Linked DNA regions of Oryctolagus cuniculus: region 1 is linked to region 2. The links are chromatin contacts, called in public Micro-C maps. All regions are on one chromosome and are shown on one strand. The core of a region is the stretch at or near the end of the contact, and the rest is flanking DNA. Distances in the headings are between cores, read along the strand shown. Region 1 overlaps WIPF1 (WAS/WASL interacting protein family member 1). Region 2 holds the start of WIPF1 (WAS/WASL interacting protein family member 1).

Region 1 (7,311 bases), core at 1,629-4,128, 45 kb before region 2:
AGCTCTTCAAAAAGTTCATGAAAAACACATATATGAAAAAACTGCATGTGCTTAAAAATCATTTGCACTAAAATAATACGTTTTCATGCCATTGTCCATGACCTTTTTGAAGTGCCCTGGCAGGTGAGGGTGTGGAGAAGAGGGAGCTGTGCAGTCAGCCCTGTTCTTACTTCGAGAATTCAGTAATGTGTCCATAATGTTCTTCCCCGCGAATGTCACCATTTTCTCACTGGGCTAAATAAAGGTGACTACTGGTCTCTTTCCACTCTGACCTTTGAACTGAACTCGGTGTTCAGCCCCGCGGTAACTCCTGCCTAAAATGCACACTCGAGACTCACGGCCCCGGTGCTCTCCACCTGCCACCGGGATGCTCCAGCTCCTCGCAGGCCTCAGCCCCAGCCCCAGCCCCGAGGCGCCGCCTAACAGGGGTGCTCCAGCACCCTCTGCCTGCATCGCAAACACGAAGGTATGCAGCGGAAGCCGAAAGGCGGAGGAGGGGCTAAGAAACGGCCAGGGAGACCCAGATGCCCCCGAAGGAGTGGGCGCCCCTTGTGGACCGATGCATTTGCAAGGGCGAACTCAGGCCCGTCTGGCGAGCACTGGAACCAAAAGCCCCTTTCCAGTGTGTGCAGCAGGTTAGCACGACACCACACTCCCCTATCAGCAAGGCTCGAAGTGAAAGAGCAAAGCAAAACGGAGGTGTGCAGCCAGTGCTGAGCTGGGAGCCTAGTGCTGGTGCTCACCGGACGGCGTCAGGCGCATCCCACTGTGGCGCCCACCCCAGGGTCTCCTCCAGGTGCTTGCATAAAGGGCTCCAGTCCACAATAAAGTCCAATCCCCACCGCGGGCCCCCATCAGAGCTGGGGGAGGGGGGCTCTGCAGCGGCCAGGCTGAGGCTCCTCCCCGAGTCTGCCTGCTTCCTCTCCATTTTCTTGCATAACACGGTAGCAAAAAATGAAAAATATGTGGCAATCTGAGGACATCATCAACAACAATTTTTCTTTCATCACGGGATATAAACAACGCACGACGCCGTGACGCCCTCCTCCTGGAGCACCCTCTGGGCTGGAATGAAGACGCGGATGGAACCGGAAGCCCGGCTGCTGCCCAGCCCGCCCGACTGCGTTCACGCAGAGCCGCATCTAACATGTGTTCCAAAACATCCAAAAAAAGCCCAGCAACCTGTCTGGCTGGCCTGTCCTAGAGCTTACCGACAGTTCAAGGACCCAACAATTACCTTCCCTAACTCAGATTAGAGGCATTTCCGTGTTCCAGATACACAGCTCATGGAAGCAGGATGAAAAACTAAGTTTATTTTGGTGCACTTTTTAGAAATCTCTATGTGCAGTTTTCCATAACATGCATTTGTCCATGAACTTTTTGAAGACCCCCTCTTATGCACAGATCTCAAAATGTTTTGCACCAGAATAAACTTCCCCTTTCAGTCCATCTTGAAGCACTCTTGTGAGGCTGAGAACCCCAGGGGCCACCGTGTAAGGGCCTTTTATTGACTTCTTGGAAACTGTCCCTCACTGGCCACAGGATGGATCATCTCGGGCCTTTCAGATGTTTTTGGGTTCCTGTTTTCCAACTCTCCAGCCACACGTCTGGCTCTTCAGTACACCCTCCAATCTTCCCTTCCACAGAAGCTCAGGGCAGAGAAGAGAGCTCTAGGAACAGCTCAGCCTCATGGCCTCTGCAGGCTCTGCTGTGCTGCAGCTCCCCGCTGCTCTGGCTTCTTAAACTCTTATGCAGGCAAAGACTTCCTCATCTCAAGTTCAAGCTGCCCAACCCCTTCCTCTCTGCTGCCGTTTATGTCAGTAAAGAGAAGGAAAGGGGGGAAAAAGAGGGCAGAAATAAAAAAACAAACTCAAGAATTAATAAAGACCTGACAAATCATTTTAATATGATATACAAGGCAAAACAAACGAGTTTTGTGAGATGGAAAGTCCACTGAACACAGCCACCTTCTGCCCACAGCCTTGCGGCCCATGTTTTTATGCGCAGCATTTCTGCATTTTCTGATGCCGCTGAACACCCCACATACATCTGCAAACACAAGCTGATCTATCCCATTTCAGATTTATGCTAATCAGCAACAACGAGGGGAGGCTTCGCTGAACTCCATAAAATAAGTTATTTCATGAACATCTGAAGTTTTGTGTATTTAAAAGGCACCGAAGTTTTAAACAAGGAAGCAAGAGCTTCTGAGAATTTCATTTTCACCATAATGGCTCAATGTTTGTTCCTCTAACAACGTGCGGTTAGCAGCTATGCACTGGTCCATACACACAAACCCAGAGCAATTTCTTCCCATTAGAGAAACAGTTAAAGACATGTCAAGAAAAGAGAATCGGTTAGGTATTTTAGGGTGACTACAAAAGGTTTCCTGGAGAAAAAAATAAGCACTGACCTGAGTTGTTTTAGTCCGCTGAAAAAGAGGAGTTCTCAAGTTCCCCTGCTGTCTTCTAGTCAGTTTCCTGTAACTGCTGCACGTGACATCACACTTCCTCACTGCACCTTCTTCCACTGCCTCTCAGCCTGGTCACAGGCATGTGATAAGATCGGCTCGCTGCTCGCTCCACATGGGGTAACCCCATGGTTACAGCAATGACCGTCTCTGTGGGGGTCCCCCAGCTTGTCCAGGGTGCTCCCTGGGCGCAGGTAAAGAAACAGGCCAGGGGGAGTAAGGGCTGGGCCCCCAGCATCTCTTGACTCCACAGGGAGGGAGGGATGGCAGGGACAGTCTTCAGCCCCAGGCCCCTCATGCTGGGGTTGCGGGGTGCCGCTGAGCAGGGGCAGCACCCTGTGGTGAAGCCTGGAGCCTGGGTGCTCTCCGGCCAACCCCCAAGAGCTGCTGAGGAGGGGCCCTGGTGGGTGTGGCCTCCAGGATGTCCCCACACTCTTTTCTAGGGGAGCACCACATTGAAGAAGCACACCCAGGTCTCGGTCAGGGTTCTGGATCCTACTGCTGTCTTAGCCACTCAACCTGAATTTCCTGGCCAGTCTCAAGTTGGCACGGCGTCTATTTAGTCCTGCTGTCAGGCAGTGTGCACTCAGCCTTGATTCAGAAAACAAAGCCGCATCCCAGCTGAACAACTGACAAATGCTTCCCGCACCTCCCCCCCCCCCAAACCACCAGCCTCCAAAATACACCAATTCTTGGTTTCCCCTGCAAGCACTGGCATTGTCTTTCTGGGGGCAGGAGGGGCGGGGATGAGCCCTGGGCAAGGGGGGCTCCAAGGATGACCCCGAAACAGCCCCCTGGAGAATGCCCAGATTTGCCTCTCTCTGCCCTGGACAGGGGAGACCAGGAGGCACCTGGGGCAGGGTCAAGGCAAGAGCCTGAGGCGCCATTTCTAGCTTTCTGGTTGCTGTCTTCCTCTTTCCAGTGCCCGCAGCGCTCAGAAAGGTCCAGGCAGACCGTAATTTGTGGATGTAGGAAGTGGTGAGTGGGAGTAAAACCATGTCCTGGACTGAGGGAATGTCCCACAGGGCGGCCGGCATGACTCGGCGCACAAACCCCAGAGCTGTTTCTGTGTGGCTGCTCTGACAGCACTCTCTTTAAAAACCGCTTTCCAAGGGATTTGGTTGTGTCTTTGAGAAAGGTAACTGTAGGCAAGACCCACGTCTTGAAGCTATTACCCTGCAATTCCCCAGGGAAGTTTTCCGTAGGGGACGCCCCACGGAAGAAAAGCAGCCCCAGGAGCCAGGGTCGGGGACCCACCGCTGACTGCACCGCTGGCTCTGAAAACACCCAGAACTGTCACCACCCTGCCAGTGATGGCAGGCTTTCTGATGGAGCCGCACTTTTAGGTTAGCCGGTGAGGCCAGGACGCCTGTCCACGCTACAGACACGGCAAAGCTGCCATCTTGGAGTCAGAAATCACAAAGAACTTGGGAAAAAACAAAATACTACACAGATGAAAAATAATAATGATTCCATTTGAAGGTATCTGGAAGTGTCCCACTCTGGGTTAAACTGCCAGTTCCATTTTTCAACAAAGATTATGTATGTTCTGCTTAAGCTGTGCTCTCATGGGCATTTTTAAAAGTCTGAACAAACAGTTTATCATTTCTCTTTAAAAATCCCTAACAGGCCTTCTCTCTGTGAATTTTTCCTTCTGCCTAGACACATACACATTTTTAACAGACTATGTTTTTCATGACAGCTGTAGATTCTCAGAAAAAATGAACGGACGGTAGGGAGAGTTCTCATACCTCCTACGCTCAGTCTCTAGACATTAACATATTAGGATCAGGATGAAATATAAATTATAATTAATAAACCAACAGGGATGCACCATTAAGTAAAGCCCGTGGTTTACTCAACTTCCTGAGTTCGCATCTGATGTCCTTTTCCTGTTCCACATGACATTCAGTCACCACGCTCCTCAGGCTAACCCTGGCTGTGTCAGCTCCTCAGACTTTCCTGGTTTCCCATGACCCTTGCAGCTTCGAGGTGCATCGTGCAGGGACTGTGCAGAACGTGCCACGCCTGGGATGTGTCTCACGGTGAGACTGGGATGAAGGAGCATTTGGAGGGGCACCACACACAGGTAAGGCACCATTTTACTCTGATCACGTGCACACACATCAAAAAACGAGACTTAGTACTGTCTGCGCTGGCCTTGACGGCCTGGCTGCGGTAGTGTCCGTCAGGTCTCTCCACCCTGAAGGTGTCCCCCACCTCCCCACCTGCCCATGCAGTGGCTGTGGAAGGAAGTCCTGGGGGATGCAGCACCTGTGAACTACTTGGAATCCCTCTGCATGGGCAATCTATCTCCTCTCCACATTTATGAAATCATTCATTCATCTGACTGTATCACTACAGCCTCATGGATATTTATTTGATACTCTTGGCTATAACTCTACTTCTTTTCTTGCTCAAATTGTTTCAGCTATGGCTACTCGGAACTCCTTCCATTGGAGCCTGTGTTCCTTTGACATATCTCTATCAATGTTTTTAAAAATAAAGTTCTATTTATTTAATCTGAAAGGCAGGGTGACACACACATACACATATACAAATGTATCTTTCACATATACACAAACACACACACACACACAGATATATCTTTCATCTGCTGTTTCACTCCCCTAAAGCCCACAATAGCCAAGGTTAGACCAGGCCAAAGCCAGGAGCCCAGGACTCCATCTTGACCTCTCATGTGGGTAGCAGGGCCCCAAGCACTTGGGTCCTCTTCCACTGCTTTCCCAGGCACATGAGCTGACAGCTGAATCCAAAACAGAGCAGCTGGAAACTGAACTGGTGTTCACATGGGGTACCAGCGTCATAGGCAGCAGCTTAACCCACTGCGTCACAATGCTCGCCTTGTTAATATGTCTTTTTCCCCTTCCTAACCTGTCTTTAATTTAATGGTGCACCTTACAAGTTTGATAGCATCTTGGGAATGGTGGAAGTAGATCAATTAATCCATTTTTTCAACCAGTAGACATCTTTCTTCACCAATTTTCCCCCCTACTGAACCAACATTTTTGTTGAAGTGGTACGACGTGTAGCATCTATAGGCTTTGCTTTAAAATCTCAAGATTTTTACCTACTCCTAGACAAACTGTAACTTTGCTGCAACCACAGATTCTCAGCAAGCCCTAATACAGATGCACAAAGGGAAATGTTAAGTTGTTTGCTGGGCTTACTACCCGAGTCCTTTTGTATTTGCTGCATCGCTTTCCCAAGATGTCAGGAGTCCCGTGTGGTGCCAGGGGAGCCGATGCCGAAGCTGGAGCAGGGCCAGGCGGAGCAGCTTCGGTCTGGGAGCCGCTGCCTGGTCAGCCAGCAGGGGGCAGGACTCCGTGTTTCTGCTTTCCCCCTCTGAGGTCAGGAACTGCTCTCCAGCTAACAATCCCCTGCTCTTTTCCTTTTAATGGACAGAGACTAATTCACCCATTCACCAATGTGGCGTATTTCACAAATGGGCTCGGATGAAAAGCCCCATCTTTTCATCCAGGTAGGGAGGACCTGGCTACTGTGAAACTATTTCTTGTCCCCATTCTCGTGTAACATGAACCAAGAGGTTCACAGTGCCCGAATCATCTCTCCAGCACCCTGAAGGGACAACAGAGAAACTGCACTGGCTTCATCTCAGCACTCACTCACCAGGCTCAGCGCCCAGCACACAGACTTGCATTTAATTTGCATTAGCAACCTAGGAAGTAAGTGCTGTGATCTCTCCTCTACAAAGAAACCAAGCTTGCGTGGGGAGTCAGCTAACCTTTTCGGGGTCCCTTGGTAAATCTGAAGCAGACTTGCAAGCTGAGCTGTGTCTGATCAGACTCTGGGAGCCCTAGTGCTACTCTTTGAGATGGGTGGATTTACCACGGGTAACTCATATATGGGCACTCTACTGCCTCACTTGTACTCTCCAGTTATTTTCTGCATGCATTTTTCATCCCAACCAAAGCTAAGGCGCAGGAGGGCAGGGACTGTGCTGTTTATCCCACACCTCCACCTTCCAGCCCCATTCCGGCAGCTGTCCTGGGAAACCTGCCTGGCTGCCAACTCCAGTTTTCTTGCAACTCACGAGCTCTGCTTTATCTTTATTACTTCCTTCCCTTTACTTTGTTTTCTTCTATTAGTTTTTCAGGTTATGATCGAATTTATTTTAAGCCCTTTTAAATAAAAGCTTTAATTTTGTCTAAACCCATACACTTGGATGTGTTGCATTCTCATTGTTAATTTTAAAATAGACTATAGGAAATCTGATTTCCCTTGTGACCCAAGAATTCATATAAAAAGATCCTATTTTAATTTTCAAGTGCTTAGAGAGGGGTGGGGGCAGGATCCATCTTGTTAATTTTTTTCTTTTATTTATCTGAAAGGCAATAAGATACACAGAGATCGAAGGACAGAGATCTCCCACCCACCAGTTCACTCTCCAAATGCCTGCACAGCTGGGGCTGGGCCAGGACCAAGCCAGAAGCCTGGAACTCCATCCAAGTCTCACATACGAACAGCAGGGACCCAAGTATTTCAGTCATCACCTACTACCTCCCATGTGCACCAATCTGGATCCGAAATGGAGCCAGGCTTTGAGCAGAGGGATTCTGATAGTAAATATGGGCATCCCCAAGGGTGTCAACTACTGCATCAAATATCAGTCCCCCTTGTCTGAGGCTTCAATGGCATCCTAGCCAGAGAAGCTAGGCAAGAAATAAGGGATATCCAAATTGGAAAAGAGGAAGTCAAATTGTGCTTAAGGACAGCTGTCGTGAGCTGTCAGTGCATTTCCTGTCCCCTCACTCGCAGACACTAAGAATCACCACCCGCTGAAGAATCCATCCTAGAAT
Region 2 (6,381 bases), core at 2,165-4,664:
CCTGGTTGGAGTTCCTGCTGCTGCACTCTCAAGTCCAGCTCCCTGCTAAGGTGCCTGGGAAAGCAGCAGAAGATCGCCCAAGTGCCTGGGCCCCTGCTCCCCATGTGGGAAACCCGGATGAAGCTCCTAGCTTGGGCCTGGCCTATTCCCAGCCATTGTGGCATTTGGGCAGTGAACAGTGAATGGCATCTCGCTCTTTTCCTCTCCCTTGTTCTCTCCCCCTCCTTCTCCCTCTCTCTGTAACTCTGTATTTCAAATAAGTCTTTAAAAAACACACAGAATACTTGAGATGATTGATATGAAACACTAGCTAAGGGATTATTAGTATATGTTCTGTATTGTAGCATTATGACATGTTATGTATAAAAAGTAGTTCCTACATTTAGGCTATCTGCCCAAACGGTATCTTGTACATGCTATCACTGACAATAATAATAACACTAATGCTATACTAATAGCCCAAAGGTGCCAAGTAGCAGCAGTATCCATCTCCGCTGCGTGATGCATGCCCTTGACCTCATCCAACCCTCGGAGGCAGAGGCTGTTGCTCTGATTTTAAAGGTAAGGAAACAGGACTTAGAGCTCTTGTTGGGCCGGAAGCAAGGTCTGTTTGACTTCCTGGCCCATGCTCTCACCACCAGGAGATCTGCCCTCATGCCGCAGCACATCCACACCACCCAGGTCGGGGGCTTTCAAGGAAACAGAGGCCTGAGCCGCCCAAGGCTCCCAGAATCAAGCCCCAGTTAGCTTTCCGCAACTCCCCTGTACTGGTTAAAGCTTGTCATGTAGAACAGCACCACTCGACCACCAGAAGGTGTGAGGGGGTAGGGATGCTCTGGGGAACGTGGAGCTTTGCTATGGAAAAGCCTACAGGAGACGGTTCATCACCGGCCCTGACCGTAATAGCCACAGAATGAGGAACAGCTGCCGCGTGTCGGAGCTGGGCCACACCACCAGGCCAAGCGAGGAAGCCCCACGTCTGCACAGGGAGGCGAAGCCTGAACCGCGGAACACAACGTGAACCAGCCGATTAATCTTCCCAGACCAGGCACGGAGCAAACACTTAGTAAATATTTACTAAATGGACAGACGCACGAAAGACTGATTCTGCAGCTGGAAGTAATTCCACTCTTCTCAATTCCCTTTTCCATCTTACCCGTCACATTCCGTCTTGCATTCCTGTTGTCTGAACCACGCTCATCGCCAGCAGAAGGTGAGCACTCAGGGCCCCCCCCCCCCCCCCGGGTAAGCTGGGGCTCTCCATGTACCCCTAGCATACAGCATAGCTACAACCTCTAGCAGGGACCCTCAATGTTCAGGGAGCGTTTGGCCTGACTCCCATCCATGGGTCCTGGCTAGCACAAGGCACAAACAAGCCTACCGAGCCTTCAGGAACCACAGAGTAATTGCGGGCTGCTGGCAAACAGCAGCGGAGACCTCTGGTGGAAATCATTAGGAATCTGGTGGATCACATTAGAAGACCACAGCTCTGGGAGGTCGAACCCCAAGTATCAAACACTTCAAAAAATGGAGGTTACAGCAACAAAAGGCACTTTTGTTTCATTTTATTCTCCTAGTGTGTGTTGTGGAAGCTGCTTGTGTTCTTAAAATCACTACCAGTTGGGAACACCTGGATACACCAGGCAGCATGCACAGCCAATACTGAATGAACACTGTCCACAACGGGGCTCCCTTCAGCTCATCACCACTCTGGGTCTTGGTGCGGTGTGGACCACACTGCTTTTGCTCTCCCACACCTCATTATCCATTCCACTTGACCCTCACAGGCTGTGAGGGAGGAACAGCAAAGGTTAGGATCCCACCACGGATCCAGCTGCAGGACACACCCAATGGCACCAGAAAGAGCTCAGCACGCGGGAGACACTTAATTTGTGAAAAGGCACGGAAGTGAGGTCATTCTAAATCCCCCCAGTCTTAACTTGCCTACCTATCTCTTTGCTCTACGTCACACGACCTTACAGTGTGTCCAGGAGCCCAAGCCACAGCGCGGGTCGAGAGGGTGTGGTTGATCAGTTTCAATTACACCTGCAGAATGGAGCGTGCAGCTTGCGCTCGCTCGCGGCTCCTAGTCGGAGCTGCGGATTTGCAGAGCACCTCCAGGGCCCTGAGGAAGTAAACGTGTGGGGGGGGGGGGCGGGGGGCAGGGAGAAGGCAGGGTGGTGAGCACTGCAGGGTGGGGAAAGACGAGCTGACAACTGGAGCGGGCTTTCTCGCTCCGGAAAGGCAGAAGGCGATTTACAACGTGAAGCTGAAAATGTCTCGGGGCTGCTTTTTAAGTTACACCAAAGGGAGTTTTTGAGGCGGAACAAAATATTTAGTGACTCAAAATGAAGCTACAGTTTTGTTCTGAAATCACTTTGGGAAACTGGCAAAGAAAACCCAGCCAAGGATGGGAATACGCTCCACCCGCCTGGGGTATGAGGGTTAGCGGTGCGGCAAAGGGGGGTTCAGGGAGGCTCCAAGGGGGCCGGGCTGGCGAGGGCGACCCTGGGCGCTTGGGGAGTCCGGGGCACCGGGGCGCGTTCCAGCGGGACGGCGCGGACCCCGCCCGGCCCAGATCCTCACAGACACGCCCTTTGTTAATCTCGGTCCAAAGTCGAACCACCAGTTGAGGCTCTGGATCAGCTGGTTCCCCTCACACACTGGCAACTTGCTTCAAGCAGAAAAGTGTGAGAAAAAGGAAGGGAAGCCGTCCGGGGAGTTTCGAGAGGCCCCGGGAGACGCGCGCTGGCGGGGACCGGCGGTGCCTCTCCTGGCGTGCGCCGCCCTGCGGGGAGGTTGGCGGGGAAGCGGCGCGCCTGCTGCAGCAGCGAGGATGGCCGCGGCCCGGGGGATGCCCGAAAGACCCTCTCTGCCCGCGCGTGGGGGACGCAGATGCGATCCCCGCGAGGTGGACTGCGGCGGCAGCAGGTCCCTAACTCCAGGGGCTGGCCCTGGGTCCGCGGAGCCCGGTGGCGCGCCCAGCCCCGGAGCGCCGGCGTCCCGCGCTGCGCCCGTCCGCGGCCCCTTCCTCCCAGGGACGCCGGTCCCGCCCTGAATCGCGCTCCTCCGGGGCCCCGCGCCCGCACCCACGGCCCGCAGGGGACCGGGCTCGACGTCGCCGGCGGCCCCACCCGCGGCTCCCGTGTGCCAAGAGGTGCCTCCGAGCCCCGCCGTCGAGCCCCGGCCTCGCGGCGTCCCCCGACACGCCAGGTCTCGTCCCCGCGCGTCCCTTACCGCGCAGCGGCTCCGGGCGGCTCCAGGGCCCCGTGGCGCGCCGGGCATTTTTTCTGGGAAACTTCTCCCTGGGTCCGGGCGGGCAGGAAAAGCGCTCGGCGCCGGGAGGCCGCGACCATCCGGGAACTTGGCCGGGATGTAAGCCCTCCCCCTCGGCTCGCGTCCCCCGCCGCGGCCCCGCCGCCGGCCCTGCGCCCGCCCCCGCGCGCCGCGCCCTCCCCTCGGGCTGCGAGTTCGCGTGCTCCCGGCTGCTCCCCGAGGAGCGGGACCTGGAGGGGGCGTCCCGCTTCCCCTGCTAGGGGAAAGCCTCTGCCTCCTGTTCTCCAAGAACAGATGCCTTAAATCCAAGTTCATTTTGCAGACGGAGCGCAGCTCGCAGAGGCCCTGCCTGCATCCGCTGTCGCCGGGAGAGGCGTGGGGGACGTGCGCGCGCTGCCCGTGGGGATGCGGTGCTAGTCCGCTGCCCACGGCCTCGGAGGAGACGGGTGCGCAGCAACGGGGCTCCCGAGTCCAGCTGGGAGACCCCGGCCCACGGTGCAGGCCGACGCCCCCAGGGCCAGCTGTACGGACCTCCGGGCATTTGAAAATGAGGACAAGTAGCTCTGGTGGGTGTCGTAACCACTGAGCCGTACTGCTCGCACCCCAAGGCCCCGTGTCCTGTGAGTGCAGGCGGGGAGGCCGGAATGGAGGTGCTGCGGAACCAAGGCCCTAGGATCTCTCTGCTCCTGCACCATTCGCTGGTGCAGGCTTGTGCTGTGACATGCTAGTCACGGGTAACTCTTCTGTTACCGTTGGAGACTTTCTGTCCCTAAGTAAATCCATTTGTATATATTTGCTTTAAATTTTTAATTAAAAATTTTTATAAGATTTATTTATTGGGGCCGACTTTGTGGCGAGTACCCAGTATCCCATATGGGTGCGGGTTCTGATCCTGCTCCCTGATGGTGTCCTGGGAAAAACAATGGAGGATGGCCCAAGTGCTCAGCCCCTGCACCCACGTGGAAGACCCAGGTGGAGCTCCTGCATGCCGTTGAAGCCATCTGGGGATTGAACCAGCAGATGGAAGATATCTTTCTCCGTCTCTGTGTTACCTCTGACTTTCAAAGTAAATAAATCTTTTTAAAATTTATTTATTTGAAAGAGAGAGCAACAAAGAGACAGATCTTCCATTTGCGGGTTCACTCCCCCAAAGAGCAGCTACAACCAGGGCTGGGTCACTGGAAGCTAATGTAGGGTCTCCCTTGTGGCTGTGGGGGCCCAAGAACTCAGGACAACTTCCACTGCTTTCCCTGGGCGCATTAGCAAGAAGCTGCTGGAAGTGGAACAATTGAGACCAGAACCTATGCTCATATAGGATGGGGCATTATAGGCAGCAGCTTAACCCCACCGGGCCCCAAGCTGGCCCTTACCTCATTCTTTTTTTTTGACAGGCAGAGTGGACAGTGAGAGAGAGAGAGACAGAGAGAGAAAGGTCTTCCTTTGCCGTTGGTTCACCCTCCAACGGCCGCCGCCAGCGCGCTGCGGCCAGCGCACCGTGCTGATCCGATGGCAGGAGCCAGGTACTTATCCTGGTCTCCCATGGGGTGCAGGGCCCAAGCACCTGGGCCATCCTCCACTGCACTCCCTGGCCACAGCAGAGAGCTGGCCTGGAAGAGGGGCAACTGGGACAGAATCCGGCGCCCCGACCGGGACTAGAACCTGGTGTGCTGGCGCCGCAAGGCGGAGGATTAGCCTAGTGAGCCGCGGCGCTCCCCCTCTTTGCGGAGGAACGACACTAAGCCCTGCCTAGGTTTCCTATCCGAGTCACGGCACCATTATGTCGCTCCCCCTCTTCGTGGAGGAACGACACAGGACCCTGCGCTGTTCTTTCGTCTGCTCGGCCCTTCCCGGGTTTGCTGCTGGTTCTTCCCGGGTTGGCTACTATCCCTTCCACCTCCGTGGAAGGGCGGTTCCCCCTGGCCACTTTCCCCACTTCCGCAGGGGAGCGGCACACCGCCGGCCGGCTCTCTCGGGGGCTGCTCAGGTGTTCCCCTTAGATGTTCCCGTTAGATGTTCCTGGTGCATGCCGTCTCTCTCCTCCTTTATAGTCCTCCTCCGCCAATCCGTGCTCAGCTGCCCACACGCCGAGTACGCTGCTCTCCTCCAATCAGGAGCAGCTCCTGCTGTTTATTGGCTGAACTGGAGGCAGCTGTGTAGAAGCTGTTTTCTCCTCTCCCAGCGCCATATTGTGGGAGAGCAGATGCATAGAATAAGTCTTAATTCCAGTAACTCAGTCCAGTCCGGGTTGCTCCCCACAAGCCGGGCGCCAGCCCCTTACCTCATTCTTTTATTTTAAGAATTTCTAGTCTTTTGCTGTACATCGTATCATAGTTCAACCAAAATCCTTTGTTACTGGACATTTATGTTACTTTTAGTTATTCACCTCTTAAAAATATACAATAAACATGCTCTTAAATGCCCATGTATCTATATCTTAACTAATAAAAGTTAGTATTCTAACTTACAGCAGTAACATCTAGTTAAGTAGGAGTACAAGATGGAAGGGCTTATATATTTTGAGAGGTACTGCCAACTGCTCTCCAGAATGTTAGTGACAATTTACTTACAATGGCGTTGTATAGGACCTGAAATACCTCGTAAACAAAGCCTCTTCATCATTTCTTTTATCAGGAAGCTGCATGGGCAATGGTGAAGTATTTGGGCTCTTGATTAGGTTGTCTCTTGAATTTCTTGGCTCTTGGATTTCCAGACACTGTGACCTGGAGCAGGTAGCTAAGCCTTGGTTTCTGTATCTTTAAAATGAAGATAATCCCCTTGTATTAGTTGTCTATTGCCATGCAAAAAATTACCCTCAAAATTCAGTGGTTCAAAACAGTACAGGTTCCTTATCTCGTGATTTCGGTGGGCTCAGGCTCTGGGAATAGCTTAGCTGGGTGGTTCTGGCTCACGGCCTCTCCTAGGACTGCAGTCTTCTCAAGGCGTGATAGAGGAGGCTCTCTTTCAGGGTCACTCAGTGGCTGTTGGCTGGAGACCTCGGGGCCTTGCCATGACTCAACGGGGCAGCCCACAGCGTGGCACCTGTTCTTCCTTGGAGTGGGCAAGAGGGGTACCATAGATGGCAGCTTCAGTCTTCTACTGACCTTG

Evidence for each region. A called contact is a pair of places that touch in the nucleus more often than the background predicts.
Region 1: a contact with region 2 is called in a Micro-C map of ear pinna, with 2.1 times the contacts expected there. The contact joins the enhancer-like site here to the promoter of WIPF1 in region 2. A contact is called at or near these places in 3 of 6 Hi-C or Micro-C datasets (ear pinna, psoas muscle and an unstated tissue).

What each region holds. Positions count from the first base shown.
Region 1 is chr3:66,514,973-66,522,283 of mOryCun1.1, reverse strand. All of the region lies in intron 1 of WIPF1 (WAS/WASL interacting protein family member 1), which reads right to left. Among named protein-coding and RNA genes, the nearest start is that of WIPF1, 45 kb to the right of the region's middle. Within about 2 kb of position 2,878, at least 1 of the 8 cell types and tissues checked has an H3K27ac peak or open chromatin away from gene starts, as enhancers often do. A contact at or near this core is called in ear pinna, where this site is marked.
Region 2 is chr3:66,471,048-66,477,428 of mOryCun1.1, reverse strand. It overlaps WIPF1 (WAS/WASL interacting protein family member 1), which reads right to left and starts at 3,414. Exons shown (of 8, transcript XM_008258766.4): 1 at 3,238-3,414.